2 separate regions of the Zea mays genome follow, and region 1 is linked to region 2. A link is a contact called in public Hi-C data. All regions are on one chromosome and are shown on one strand. The core of a region is the stretch at or near the end of the contact, and the rest is flanking DNA. Distances in the headings are between cores, read along the strand shown.

Evidence for each region. Hi-C and Micro-C count contacts between places; a contact is called where the count stands out from the background.
Region 1: a contact with region 2 is called in a Hi-C map of ear, with 2.3 times the contacts expected there. The contact joins the promoter of LOC103631301 here to the promoter of LOC100279268 in region 2. A contact is called at or near these places in 10 of 25 Hi-C or Micro-C datasets (bundle sheath, ear, leaf and 3 more).

The regions. Positions count from the first base shown.
Region 1 is chr6:114,753,566-114,759,792 of Zm-B73-REFERENCE-NAM-5.0, reverse strand. It overlaps LOC103631301 (probable phospholipid-transporting ATPase 4), which reads left to right and starts at 2,339. Exons shown (of 11, transcript XM_020539415.3): 1 at 2,339-2,601; 2 at 2,949-4,869; 3 at 4,963-5,073; 4 at 5,336-5,612; 5 at 5,731-5,819; 6 at 5,927-6,014; 7 at 6,117-6,227. The coding sequence starts at 3,062.
Region 2 is chr6:114,603,658-114,610,395 of Zm-B73-REFERENCE-NAM-5.0, reverse strand. LOC100279268 (RNA-binding (RRM/RBD/RNP motifs) family protein) reads left to right here and starts at 4,137. Exons shown (of 6, transcript NM_001152289.1): 1 at 4,137-4,592; 2 at 4,705-4,745; 3 at 6,214-6,377; 4 at 6,457-6,559; 5 at 6,708-6,738. The coding sequence starts at 4,294.

The sequences.
Region 1 (6,227 bases), core at 1,090-3,589, 150 kb before region 2:
GTCACACAAGAGGACAGAACAAAGAGTGCGAGTACCAAACAAATTGGAAGCACCTGGATTCCAATCTGAAAGCAATAAGACAGAGGCCCTACAATTATTTGCAGCTGCTAAAGGAGAGGCCACGGTACATGGAAGGAAGACAAAAACTCGGACACGCTCGACAACTACAGTCATCCTGAGTACAGCTTGTATGTTTGGTTCCTTTCAGTTCATATGATCGACGAGGTGGAACTAAGCTGCGTCCACGGGAACTAAGTTCCTTTCAGTTCATCCTGATTACAGGTCACACAAGAGGACAGAACTAAGCTGCGTCCACGGGCTTCCTGGCGGGGGCGATGGCGCTGCACCGGCTACGTCCTAGGAGAGGATGGGAAGGCGCCAGGGAACTAAAAAACATCTCAGGAGAAACAACGCACGTGCATCTATAGATGTGGTGTCCGGAAAGAGAGGAGGATGAGGAGAGGAGCGGTTACCGTAGAACACCAGCGCTGCGCACGGATGCGGAGTGGCGGCACACCGGCGGGCGGGAGCGGGGCTCTTTCTTCGTCACCGGCAGCGGCACATCGGTGATTCGCGGCGGAGTACGCAGTGGCGCCACACTTGGAGAGAGCACTGTGGCGTCTACTGTGGACTTGGAGAGAGGAACGAGCAGATGTGGTGTGCGAAGGGAGGGAGAGAGGAGGGGGAGCAATGGGGGAAGGCAGCCGCGAGACCAGGTGGACGATTTGTGAGGAAAGGGAATGGGGGAAGGCTGCCATGGATGGAAGGGCGCGGAGGGAGCGCGGCTGCCATGAAGGGGGAGCGGGGCGCGGCAGCCATAGATGGAAGCTTTGTGCGCGATTCACGATGGATTTGGGAGATCGAGTAGGTGCTTGAGCAGACCGGCGATTCGCGACGGATTTGGGAGAACTAAGCTGCCATGGGTGGAAGCATGATTTGGGAGGCCGAGTTCCCTGGCGCTGCTGGGGGAGCGGGGCGCGGCTGCTGGATTGGAAGCGTGAGCTTGCGACCTCGCATGATTTGTGGGCGATTCGCGGCGGATCCATCGGGACTGCCATGGATGGAAGCGTGATTTGGGAGATCGAATTCCCTGGCGCGGAGGTTATTTGGGAAGGACCTTCCCTGGCGCGGCTGGGGGAGCGGGGCGCGGCTGCCATGGATTGGAAGCGTAAGCTTGCGACATGGCGCGATTTGTGGGCAATTCACGACTGATCCATCTCGACCTACAAATATTCTATAGTGGCATTTGATAATCGTGCAAGCCAAATGTCTGTTCTTCCAATCACGAAACAACACGAAACAACAAAGCAAATAATACAGAACAACAGGTTAATGGATAGGCACCGGAACTCGGGCACACAAGCATCTAAGAACAGCACAAGAAAAGAAAAGAGCAGGGACTCACCTCACGGGTCGAGAGCTTTTGTGCGCCTATGGCTAAACAATTGGAGCCAGCGAGGATAGAGCTAGAGCCTAGAGCGAGGTGAGAGTATATGCCCTTACCCTGGGAGATGAGCCTCTCGACGGCTATGTCGGGGTCCATTCCGCAGTCGCATAGCGTGGCGTAGATCTCGCCCTCCAAGCGGTCGGCCAGGTTCTCTGCACCATCTTCTGGAGGCGACCGGGATCGCCGCCGCATCCGCCCCATCCGGTGCCGCATAGGAAGGCTGCCTCCCGCCGCCACGACCACCGCCCCTCATGGCGCTCCCGCCCTCGCAGCCACCATAGGTGCCTCCGCCGGATCCTCCCCCTCCTCGATCGTGCACCGTCCTCAAATGTGGACGCCTACACTACTAACATAATAGTAGTAGAGATTACTATCATGCCCATGCCCATGGCCATGGAGTACCCCCGCGTGCGAACTGCGAAGCCGTTGAAGCAGTTCCCGTCACATTTGTGTGCCCCGGGCGCGGCGGTCGCTCGCCACGGCCGCAGCTACCCGGACGACTCGATCACACCACCGCCGTGGTGCATGGAGCCAAGCGTTTTCGTTTCCTTTTTCTTTTCTTGACGACAAAAAAGAATGGAGACAAGTTTTGCCGTCCTCCCCAGGCAACAACGCACACGAGTACACGACAAAACAATGACGAGCGCGTATATTTCGTGCAGCTCAAACATTCAAATTAATACCCCAGTCTTGCAATTATAATTTTACCCTTTATTTTTTAACTTGGTGATTCTCCGTTTTAAAACATTTAACGTAATCTAACGCAATAACGAGAGGTAAATATAAAGTAAATAAAAAAAGGTAAAAATGAGAACTCTGTAGGGCGCGGAGAGCCTCGACGAGTGATCACGGTTAAATAATATAAATGCAAATGGCGGATTTAAAATAATCGGACTTAATTAATCGACTAATTCCTCTCTCTCCTCGTCTCAGCTCGCGGCCACGCTAGTCGCTCCCCACCTCGTTCCCTGCCTCGTCCCCACCCTTCTCGCTCCGCCCCCCGCCCCCCGCTCCTCGCTCCAACTCCCACCCACCCACCAAAGCGTCGCCGGCCGACGCGTGCGAATCCCCAGGACGGGATCGATACCCCGCTTGATCGCCGGACTCTCTGCCTCGGTCCTCCTCTTCGCACCTCTCTCTGCCTGTGAATCCAGGTTGGTGCGCCCCGCTGTCCCTTCTCTCAACCTCCGCAGCTGGATGCTGGCGCCTCGGTTTCTGGTCCTGCGACTTTCCCTCTCCCCCGTCCTTTTTTTGCTCCTAGTTTGCACCCGTTGTGGAGTTTTTTGGTTAGCCCGTTCGTTTTGTGCGGTTTTCTGTTTTCCATGGGTGATTTAGGAGGTGAATGTGCCTACAATACACGCGGGTGTAGTCTGCACGTTGTTTTAGCGGATCCCAGGTTTCCATGGCGTGAGATTCCTCCGTGCGTTTTGTTCGATTTCTTTGTCTGTTCATTCTTTTTTTTTTGAAATTCGCTGACGAGATCACGAACTGTTTTCCCAAGCTGCAGGTCCAATTCGCAACGCGGCGTAGGAATCCCATCCTAGATTCGGTCGAGCTGCAATGCCGGCGTCCGCATAGCTGGAAATCGGGCGCTGACGGACACCGGGCGCCGAGATGGGCCGTTCCGGCCGCCGCCGGCGGGACCGCGTGCGGTGGAGCAATCTCTACACCTTCTCCTGCTTCCGTGCCCAGCAAGAGCACGCCGGCGATGCGGGCCCCTCCTCCGATGGGGCTGGCGCCGTCGGCGGGCCGGGCTTCTCGCGCGTCGTGTACTGCAACAACGCCGCCCTGCAGAAGCCGCTCAAGTACATCACCAACTACATCACCACCACCAAGTACAACATCATCACCTTCTTCCCCAAGGCCATCTTCGAGCAGTTCCGACGCGTTGCCAACCTCTACTTCCTCCTCACCGCCATCCTCTCGCTCACCCCAGTGTGCCCCTTCTCTCCCGTCAGCATGATTGCTCCGCTGGCCTTTGTTGTTGGCCTCAGCATGATGAAGGAGGGGTTGGAGGACTGGCGCCGCTTCATCCAGGACATGAAGGTGAACAACCGCTATGTCAGCACGCACAAGGGTGATGGCGAATTCGACTACCGGCACTGGGAGGACCTTTGTGTCGGTGATGTGGTCAGAGTTGAGAAGGACCAGTTCTTCCCTGCTGATTTACTGCTACTGTCCTCGAGCTATGAGGATGGTATTTGCTATGTTGAGACAATGAACCTCGATGGTGAGACGAACCTTAAGGTGAAGAGGTCACTTGAGGTAACGCTGCCGCTGGAAGAAGACGAGTCATTTAAGGATTTCCAGGCAGTGATACGCTGCGAGGATCCCAACCCGTCCTTGTACACATTTACTGGTAACTTTGAGTATGAGAGGCAGGTGTACGCCCTTGATCCGTCTCAGATACTTCTGAGGGACTCAAAACTAAGGAATACAGCCTTTATCTATGGAGTGGTTATCTTCACTGGCCATGACAGTAAAGTCATGCAGAACTCAACTGAGTCGCCATCAAAGAGGAGCAGGATTGAGAAGAAGATGGATTTGATCATATACATCCTGTTTACTGTGCTTGTGTTGATATCGCTCATTAGTTCAATTGGATTCGCCGTGAGGATCAAGTTAGATTTGCCCCGCTGGTGGTACTTGCAGCCAGAGAAAAGCAATAAATTAGATGATCCATCACGCCCAGCTCTTTCTGGGATATTCCATCTAATCACAGCTCTCATTCTTTATGGGTATCTGATTCCAATCTCGCTGTATGTCTCGATTGAACTTGTGAAGGTATTGCAAGCACATTTCATTAACCAGGACATTCATATGTTTGATGAGGACACTGGCAATACTGCTCAGGCACGTACATCAAATTTGAATGAGGAACTTGGCCAGGTTCATACTATCTTATCGGATAAAACTGGCACTCTGACCTGCAATCAAATGGATTTCCTGAAGTGTTCAATTGCTGGAGTATCATATGGCGTGGGTTCAAGTGAAGTTGAACGTGCTGCTGCAAAGCATATGGCATCAGGTGCTGATGACCATGATATCCCTTTACAAGATATATGGGAGGAGAACAATGATGATGAAATCGAGTTGGTAGGAGTCAACTTTAGTGTTGGGACCAACATAAAGCCCTCCATAAAAGGCTTCAGTTTTGTGGATGACCGTCTCATGCAAGGGAACTGGACCAAGGAGCCAAATTCTTCCACAATTCTACTCTTCTTCAGGATACTTGCTCTGTGTCACACAGCGATACCAGAGATAAATGAAGCAACTGGTTCTATTGCCTATGAAGCAGAATCACCTGATGAGGGGGCTTTTCTTGTGGCAGCCAGGGAATTTGGATTTGAATTTTTCAAGCGAACACAATCAAGTGTCTTTGTCAGGGAGAAACACACTTCTTCGAAAGACACAGTTGAGAGGTTGCATATCAGTATTTGTTACCCATTTGTTCATATTTGTTCCTTATCGTTATTATTATATTTTTTTGTCTTATTGTTTGAGTATAATTTCAGGGAGTTCAAGATTCTCAATCTATTGGAATTCAGTAGCAAAAGAAAACGAATGACTGTAATTCTGCAGGATGAAGATGGTCAAATTCTTCTTTTTTGCAAAGGAGCAGACAGGTAGGATTTGTACCGTTTTTTTTTAAATTTGGTGATGCTCTTTGAATTTATTTTTGGCTAAGTCTGTAATCAGGCCATCTGCATTCAAGAATTGATATTTGTTATTAGCTTAAAAATGTTAAGAAGCAAAGTTTGCACCTGATTACTTGGTGCGGTCATTTGTCAACATGCTTGGCCTGTTTGTTCTATCTTTTTCAATGCCACCACTTTTTGGGGCTTCAGCTTGATTATCCTTGATTGTTCTTTGTTTCCAACTGAGCAGCATCATATTTGATAGACTGGCAAAAAATGGAAGGATGTATGAAGTTGATACGACTAGGCATCTGAATGATTATGGTGAGGCAGGCTTGCGAACATTGGCACTATCATACAGGGTGCTTGATGAATCAGAATATTCTTTGTGGAATGCGGAGTTTCTTAAAGCAAAGACATATATTGGTCCTGATAGAGAGTTGCAACTTGAACGAGTCTCTGAGTTGATTGAAAGAGAGCTGATCCTTGTTGGTGCAACTGCTGTAGAGGACAAATTACAAAAGGGGGTAAAATACAGTGTCTGACTTTTCGTATTGTTAAGATATGCTTCTTGGTTCCTAGTATTATGCTAGTAACTGTTTCATGTTGTTTTGATTTATAAGTTATGTTTTTGTGCTCTATCAGGTTCCTCAGTGCATAGATCGGTTGGCGCAAGCAGGTCTCAAAATCTGGGTTCTGACAGGTGATAAGATGGAAACTGCAATTAACATCGGGTATGCTTCTGCCAAGTAGAAATTCTTGATATGTACAAGTAACCTTTTTTACCTCGTTAACACATCACGTTCATCAACACCATGTGATGTTTCTATTTCTTTTGCAGATATGCATGCAGTTTACTGAGGCAAGGCATGAAACAAATATGTTTGTCCATACCCACTGGTGAGCAGGTAGCTCAGGATGCAAAGAAGGTACCTTAACTTTTTTTCTCTCTTTTACTGTATAGGAAGGTATAATCTAGATGGTAATTCTCTTTATGGTAGACTTTAGTTTCATCTTTGACAACTGAGCAGGTTGCAAAGGAGAGTCTCCTGTCGCAAATCGCCAATGGGTCACAAATGGTCAAACTCGAGAAGGATCCAGATGCAGCATTTGCTCTAGTTATTGATGGAAAAGCTCTGGCA
Region 2 (6,738 bases), core at 2,888-5,387:
TCCAGTCAACCGAGGAATCAATGAAAATAAATGGAGAAATCATTTGAGTGCAAAAATAATGTCCCAATCTTAGAAAAGCCATAACTTCACTATTTTAGCTCCAAATTAATCTGTTCCAGTTGTGTTAGCTCCGTAATGAAATGGCCTACACAGTAGCAACATTAATTGTAGCATATCACATAGTTTTTATAAATGAGTATTGTTTAACCTCTGTGTAGTAGATTACTCTTTCTAGCCCAAGTTAACCTGTTATTAACCATGCTATGACTAGAATGTGACCTCCACCTAAATTAAGATGTACACTTAAGTTAAAGATAATTATAACTCTCTCTTGCATGATTTATATTAATCAACCTAGGGCATAATTTTAATAGTCAATCACTTAAATCCTTCGAAAACTATATCCATTTAACCATAACTCCGATTTCAATGGTCCTCGAACCTACGATCTCGTAGCAACGCATAGAATATTCTTACGCTGTTTGTTCCCATGTTTGGTGTAATGTTAATTTTATGTACTCCTTGTCTATTTGTATGTATTGCTACGAGTAGCAGCGAGGTCACGAGAAACCCAAAGACAATGTGGTCAAGTACCTAGAATCTCAAGTCTAAGGCAAGTTGTGCCCTTGATCACTCTTATTTACCCAATAATGTTCTTATTAATCATTATGATCTGCTTATATGAATTTTGATGGGACCCAATAGGACACCCTAGTTTTGTCTTCTTCATACCTTGATTAACACTGAACTTTTGGGTAGTATATGCTATTGCTATATATGGTTTTGGGTGTTAAGATTCACAATATTCATGACCATGCTATTTACGGTCAATGAGTTTTATCACTGTTCATGATAAGATCATTATGATAATTGGAACATGGAGAACCACCCGAGAAAACAGTGCTAACACAAGGGTGGTATGGGACACCCTTGGCTGACTAATTAGGAAAGCTAGTAGAGGACTACCTTACCCGAAAGGGGCAAGGGCGGTAGGAGAGTTATCGGTATAGGGAGGTTCTCGGGTTGATCATGCTGTGATGGCTTTTCAGATGGAGAATTCCTATACCTCTCTCATTAGAAATCGTAGCGAGTTTTCTAAAGCTAGTGAAACTTTGTGAAGACATTGTAGTGCTACCCTGACTCATCTTCAAGGCAGAGATGAATGAAAACTCGCGATCCCTTGGCAAATGGGTAACACGACTTGTGGGTAAAGATGCACAACCTCTGTAGAGTGTAAAACTAGTATATCAGTCGTGCTCACGGTCTTGAGCGGCTTGGACACTCACATGATTAACTTATAGAATTGAACTTAATTTGTCATTTGCATTGCATTGTGGCTTTATTATTAATTTTGATCTCTTATTTATTTGGGATGGTATCTACTTATACTTAGTAACTGCTAATAAATTTTTTGACCAACTCTAAAAGCAATGCTCAGCTTTAACCATCTTTTTTGGTAAGTCATACACTTCACATGAGCCCCGACCGTAAGTGAGCTCATTCACATTATTCTCCACAACTTGTTGAGCGATGAACGTATGCGAGTTCATCCTTGCTGTACTCACATTTTCCAGGTCAAGGAGAGGTACCACAAGATAAGGAGCATGAAGGATGTCGCGATGAGTTCGTGAGAGGTCTAGGTCATCGTCTCTCAGTCAACTATGGTTGCTGGATCGTTATCTTCGTATGATATAGTTGTTTAGTTATTTTGTACAGAACTTCTATTATATAGTAAAGATGTGATATTTATTTCTGTACCATGAGTTATCATATATGTGAGACTTGATGCTAGCACACATTTTTGACACATCCGAGTTTGCCCCTTAAATCCGGGTGTGACACGTGTGCCTTTAACGTGTGAGAACTAGAACACCAATGACTCAATGTTGGTCAGGCCTTCTAAATACATAAATATCAACAGGAAATTTCATGTATAAATACGGGAACTTGAAAAATATTCTAGAAAAAATCTCCCCAGAGTTCGTTCTATTCCCACCAAAATTTTCCATTTTCCCTGAGAAAACGATATATGGTTGCTTAACGTGTGTCGCTCGGGACAGGATTTTCCCATCTTAGTTTTCAAGCCTACATGTAAAATATGCGCTCACCCTTTCTATACTCTAATAGAGTGTTTGGTTTTAGGAATGAGTTAGTCCATCATCTTTTCACACCTCACTATTTTTATTTGGTTTGTGGAATGAAATGAGTTAATCCATCACCACCTCATTCCTCATAGTTAGTTAGTTAATACTAATATGAGGAATGTGGTCGTCCCACTAAATTTGAGGAATGAACCCATAATACACCACCTCAATTTAGATGTAGTGATTCCTTAAACCAAACACCATCTAAATCTATGATTTGCCTCCTCTCCACATGTTTATTTGTGCATCCGCATGTGTGGTCTGCTGAAAATACTCTCTAGTTTACACGCTCGCATATATAATGGTAACGTGACTACTTAAAACACTCATACACATGCAAATAGCCTTTAGAGAGAATTTTTAATGACATGAAATATTTTTTCCACATTCCGCGAGGTGAAGCCGGCGTCGGACACTAACTAACATCCGAACTCGATTATCCATAGGTAATATTTACCTAGTAAAATTAGGTGTGCAAACCAATAGATAATAAGCATAAGAACTAACACTACCATTTCTTAAACCTTTTAAGCACATATCCACCCAATTTAAGTGCCCAACCACCCCGTTCACTAGTCTGTCGCTGCCCTCCCACCCCTATGACTCCGCCTCCTCCTCTCCAGCGCGCCTTCGCCATAGGACCACAAGTTTGCTCGACATCTCGATTGCCCAACCTTTGTCCCTTCCCCACCCTAGTGCCAATGGGTATAGGATGATCATGCTTTTCTTGTTGGGATAAGGATCTATTAGGAACTTGATACCCATGATGAATATGCGTATGAGGATGTGGATACATATATCTCTATGGGATGAGAATGGGGTGTCCAAACTCGATGAAAAATTTCTCATTCACATCTCTATGTTCAACGGAGCAAGCGAACCCAATGTGTCCTATGAACCTAGTCGTACGGGTGGGCTTTCGAGTTACCCGAAAATTCAAGTCGAGTCATTCGGGTTTTAAAAAACCATTACCCGAAGTGTACCCAAAATAAGCGGGTACACGAAATTTGGGTACCCAAAAAATCGGGTTCGGGTAATCTCGATTTACCCAATCAGAGTTCACCCAATGCAATATATCACTAGATTCAACACAACATGAGGGTAATAAATAATTAACTTACAACATCAATAGACCACCTCAATTGCACAAGTATCTCAACTTCACAATTCACACATTACAAATTAAATCCGTAGTGTTAGCAGTGCCACATCACATGTTACTTGATACAGAACAAAACTTGCAGTCCAGTATAATAGAAACATAAATGATTGAACTAGAACTAATAGAAGTCTGCACATGCAAACATAATACATTAGATAATCATTGAAGAGTCCGCATAAAGTCATCAGTCCATATAAGCATATATTATATGTCATAAATACTATATAATTTTGGATAATTCGGGTATCCGAATATGTTAACTGATTTAGGGCCTGTTTGTTTACCCCCAGATTATATAATCTGGATTAAATAATTCTAAGATGCAAACAAACAGTCTAGCTTATTTGCCTAGATTATATAATCTAACCCCTTGGATTATGATAATCCATAAGCAAGTGAGGAGGTGCTTATTTCAGATTATTTTTTCTCACTTCCCCACTACCCTTTCAAGTTTCCTAGAAATTACCCACCATTGTCATTATAATCTACCGAATCGTTTTTGCGCCTATCGGATCGAAGAAGCCCGCCGTCCAACAGAAACACGTCAAATAATCTGGGTAAACAAACAAGACTACTCAGATTATATAATCCAAATTATATAATCCAGATTATATAATCCTTCAAAAATAATCCAGATTATATAATTCATTGGGGTAAACAAACAGGCACTTACTCAATATAATTTTGGGTTCCGATCTTTGGTTAATTCAGGCTTGGATAAATTGGGTACGGTTAATGGATCGGTTTTTTACCCACCTGGGGCCTGGGGGCCACACGAAAGCTACTAGCAACATCTGGTTCCACTCTCGCCGGCATCTCCCCCACCCATCCCCAAGTCCAGCACACACCCGAAGCGCCGCCGCTAGGGTTTGGTCCGACAGCCGCGAAACCTAGACTTTACTGCTCCGACAGGCTGCCATTCACTAATCTAGCTAGCTCCGGTTGGGAGCTAGGGTTTAGCTGAGCTTCGGGTCGCGGCGGTGCGGCATGGCGGGGTACGGGGAAGAGAACCAGAACACCATGAGCGGGTACGAGGAAGAGGAGGAAGAAGAGGTTGAAGAAGTCGAGGAGGTGTACGAGGAGGAGGAGGAGGAGGAGGAGGAGGAGGAGGAGGAGGACGGGGAGGGGGAAGCGGACGAGGGGGCTGTAGCCTCCGAGCCAGCGGCGATGGCGGCCGAGACGAGAAGCGTTGTTGGAGGCCGGGGCTTAGCGAAGGCCGTTGGGAATGTTGATACCGGTGGCGAGGATGGGAGGGATGCAGATTCCAGTGGCGGTGACGCCTCGGGGTGAGTTCCTTGGTAATTGGTATCTAGGTTTTTCGTATGGTACGGTCTGTTGGAATGGATTAGGTGTGGCTGATAGTTTTGGTTTGGTGCATCCTCGTATGTGCTTTTGCAGGAAGATTTTCGTAGGGGGTGTAGCTTGGGAGACAACTGAAGGTAGTGAGCAGTTCTTTTGGGATCTAACTATGAGGCTATTTTAGTTTATATCAAGTAAAATGTTGTACACCACACGATATATTCTGGGTAAACAACACAGTAGAAAGGCAAATTAGTTCTTAGCTGTTTTGAAGGGTAGGCCTGGTGCAGTGGTGAAAGCTGTCTCATTGAGTCACCAGACTGTGGGTTCAAAGCAGATCTCCGCATTTGTGGAAGGCTTGCCTCGGGTTATCCCTTCTCTAGACCCCACTCACATGAGAGCCTCTGACACTGGGTCTGCCCTGTTTTTTGTTAGCATAAAAGGAAAAAAAATACACTGCAAGGTGTCGTGCTGCAAAAGATGTAGTTTTTTTCTTTCTGTTTTCATGTGTTACTGATAAAGTTCTGCATTGGGTTGGTTGAGTCATTGATGCACTATGAACTTGCTTAGGTAGGATAGTGTATGTGGTAAAAGCTTAGAATTGGGAGCTACTGCTACCTCCATTATATTGATGGAAGCAAGCCTAGAGTTTGTATATGTCCCTCCATTGTATTTATGGAAGCATGCCTATACTTTGTTTTCTTGTTGGTGTATTCTGAATAGTAATATAAAACATTACTGTTTGATATTTGTTGCTTTGTGACAGCCTACTTAATGGATTTCAGAAACATAGTCATTCTCAACATTTAGGTTTTTTTAGGACAGCTGCTACACAATCTTTGTCTAATTACTAAACTGATTATGAGATGATGTTCCATGTTTGTCTGCTCCATTGTTTTTCATGCTGATGAGCTACCTTTTGTGCTGCGATGATCATATTAATACCAGTCATGTTAAATAAACTGTTAATCTATATGCTTTATTTTGTGTAATTATTCTGGAACTGTATGTCATTTGATCAATACAGATTGGGCTTCATTTGGTGTATTGATAGGAGTGATTCTGCTTTTATCTGTTTGATAACATAGAAATAATAATTGTGACTCTGTGCATAGATGTGTGAACTAGAAAACAGGAAATGACTTTCGTTTTAATAATTTAAGGACATGTAGTTGAACTGGAAAATATAAGTCTTTTATTTGAGAATTGAATGGCAAGTAAGTGTGTGTTTGCATTGATGTTCTAGAATTATTTGTCAGTTTTGTGTTCCTAACTTCGGACCATAGGAGTGTCATGGTCTTTAATGTCACAATATTAGTTTGCAATCTCATGTGGGTATTTATCTGTAGCTTAACTACAGTTGTCTTTGAGATGAACCTTTCCCATTAATAATCCTGCAAGCCTACTCCAAAACTGTATGTGAACCTTTTAGGAGTCATGTTTCTCATTCATACTTTATTGAGTGATCCGTAGCGCCAAGTATCTGCAGCTATAAAAGAAACATTAGAATATAGATTGCTGATCTCATGTAGCAATACATTTTTGTTGTACTGTGATAACTTTTTTATTTTGCTTATCTTTCGTTATATGTTCCATTTGCATGTGCAGAAACATTCACAAAGCATTTTCAGAAGTATGGAGCTATAACTGATTCTGTGATCATGAAGGACAAGCATACTAGGATGCCTCGCGGATTTGGATTTGTTACATTTTCCGATCCATCTGTGCTTGACAGGGTTCTAGAGGATGAACATGTCATAGATGGAAGAACAGTAAGGCTTCTATGTTCGTTATCCAAAAATCACGATCTTAATTTTGGACAATATTCTCAACTGTGTTTTTATGCTGAAGGTTGAAGTCAAAAGGACTGTTCCAAAAGAGGAAATGTCATCGAAAGACGGTCCTAAGACAAAAAAGATCTTTGTGGGTGGTATTCCACCATCTCTTACCGAAGGTACAAGCGACACTGAAACATTTTTTGTTTGTAAGCAAAAGATATGGCAACATTGTATTGAACTGGCAATATAATAACTTTGATCAGCCACCAGCTACCTTGAAAACATTTGTTTCAAATGCAAACATGATTAATATGAACCTTGCAGATAAATTAAAGGAGCACTTCTCATCGTATGG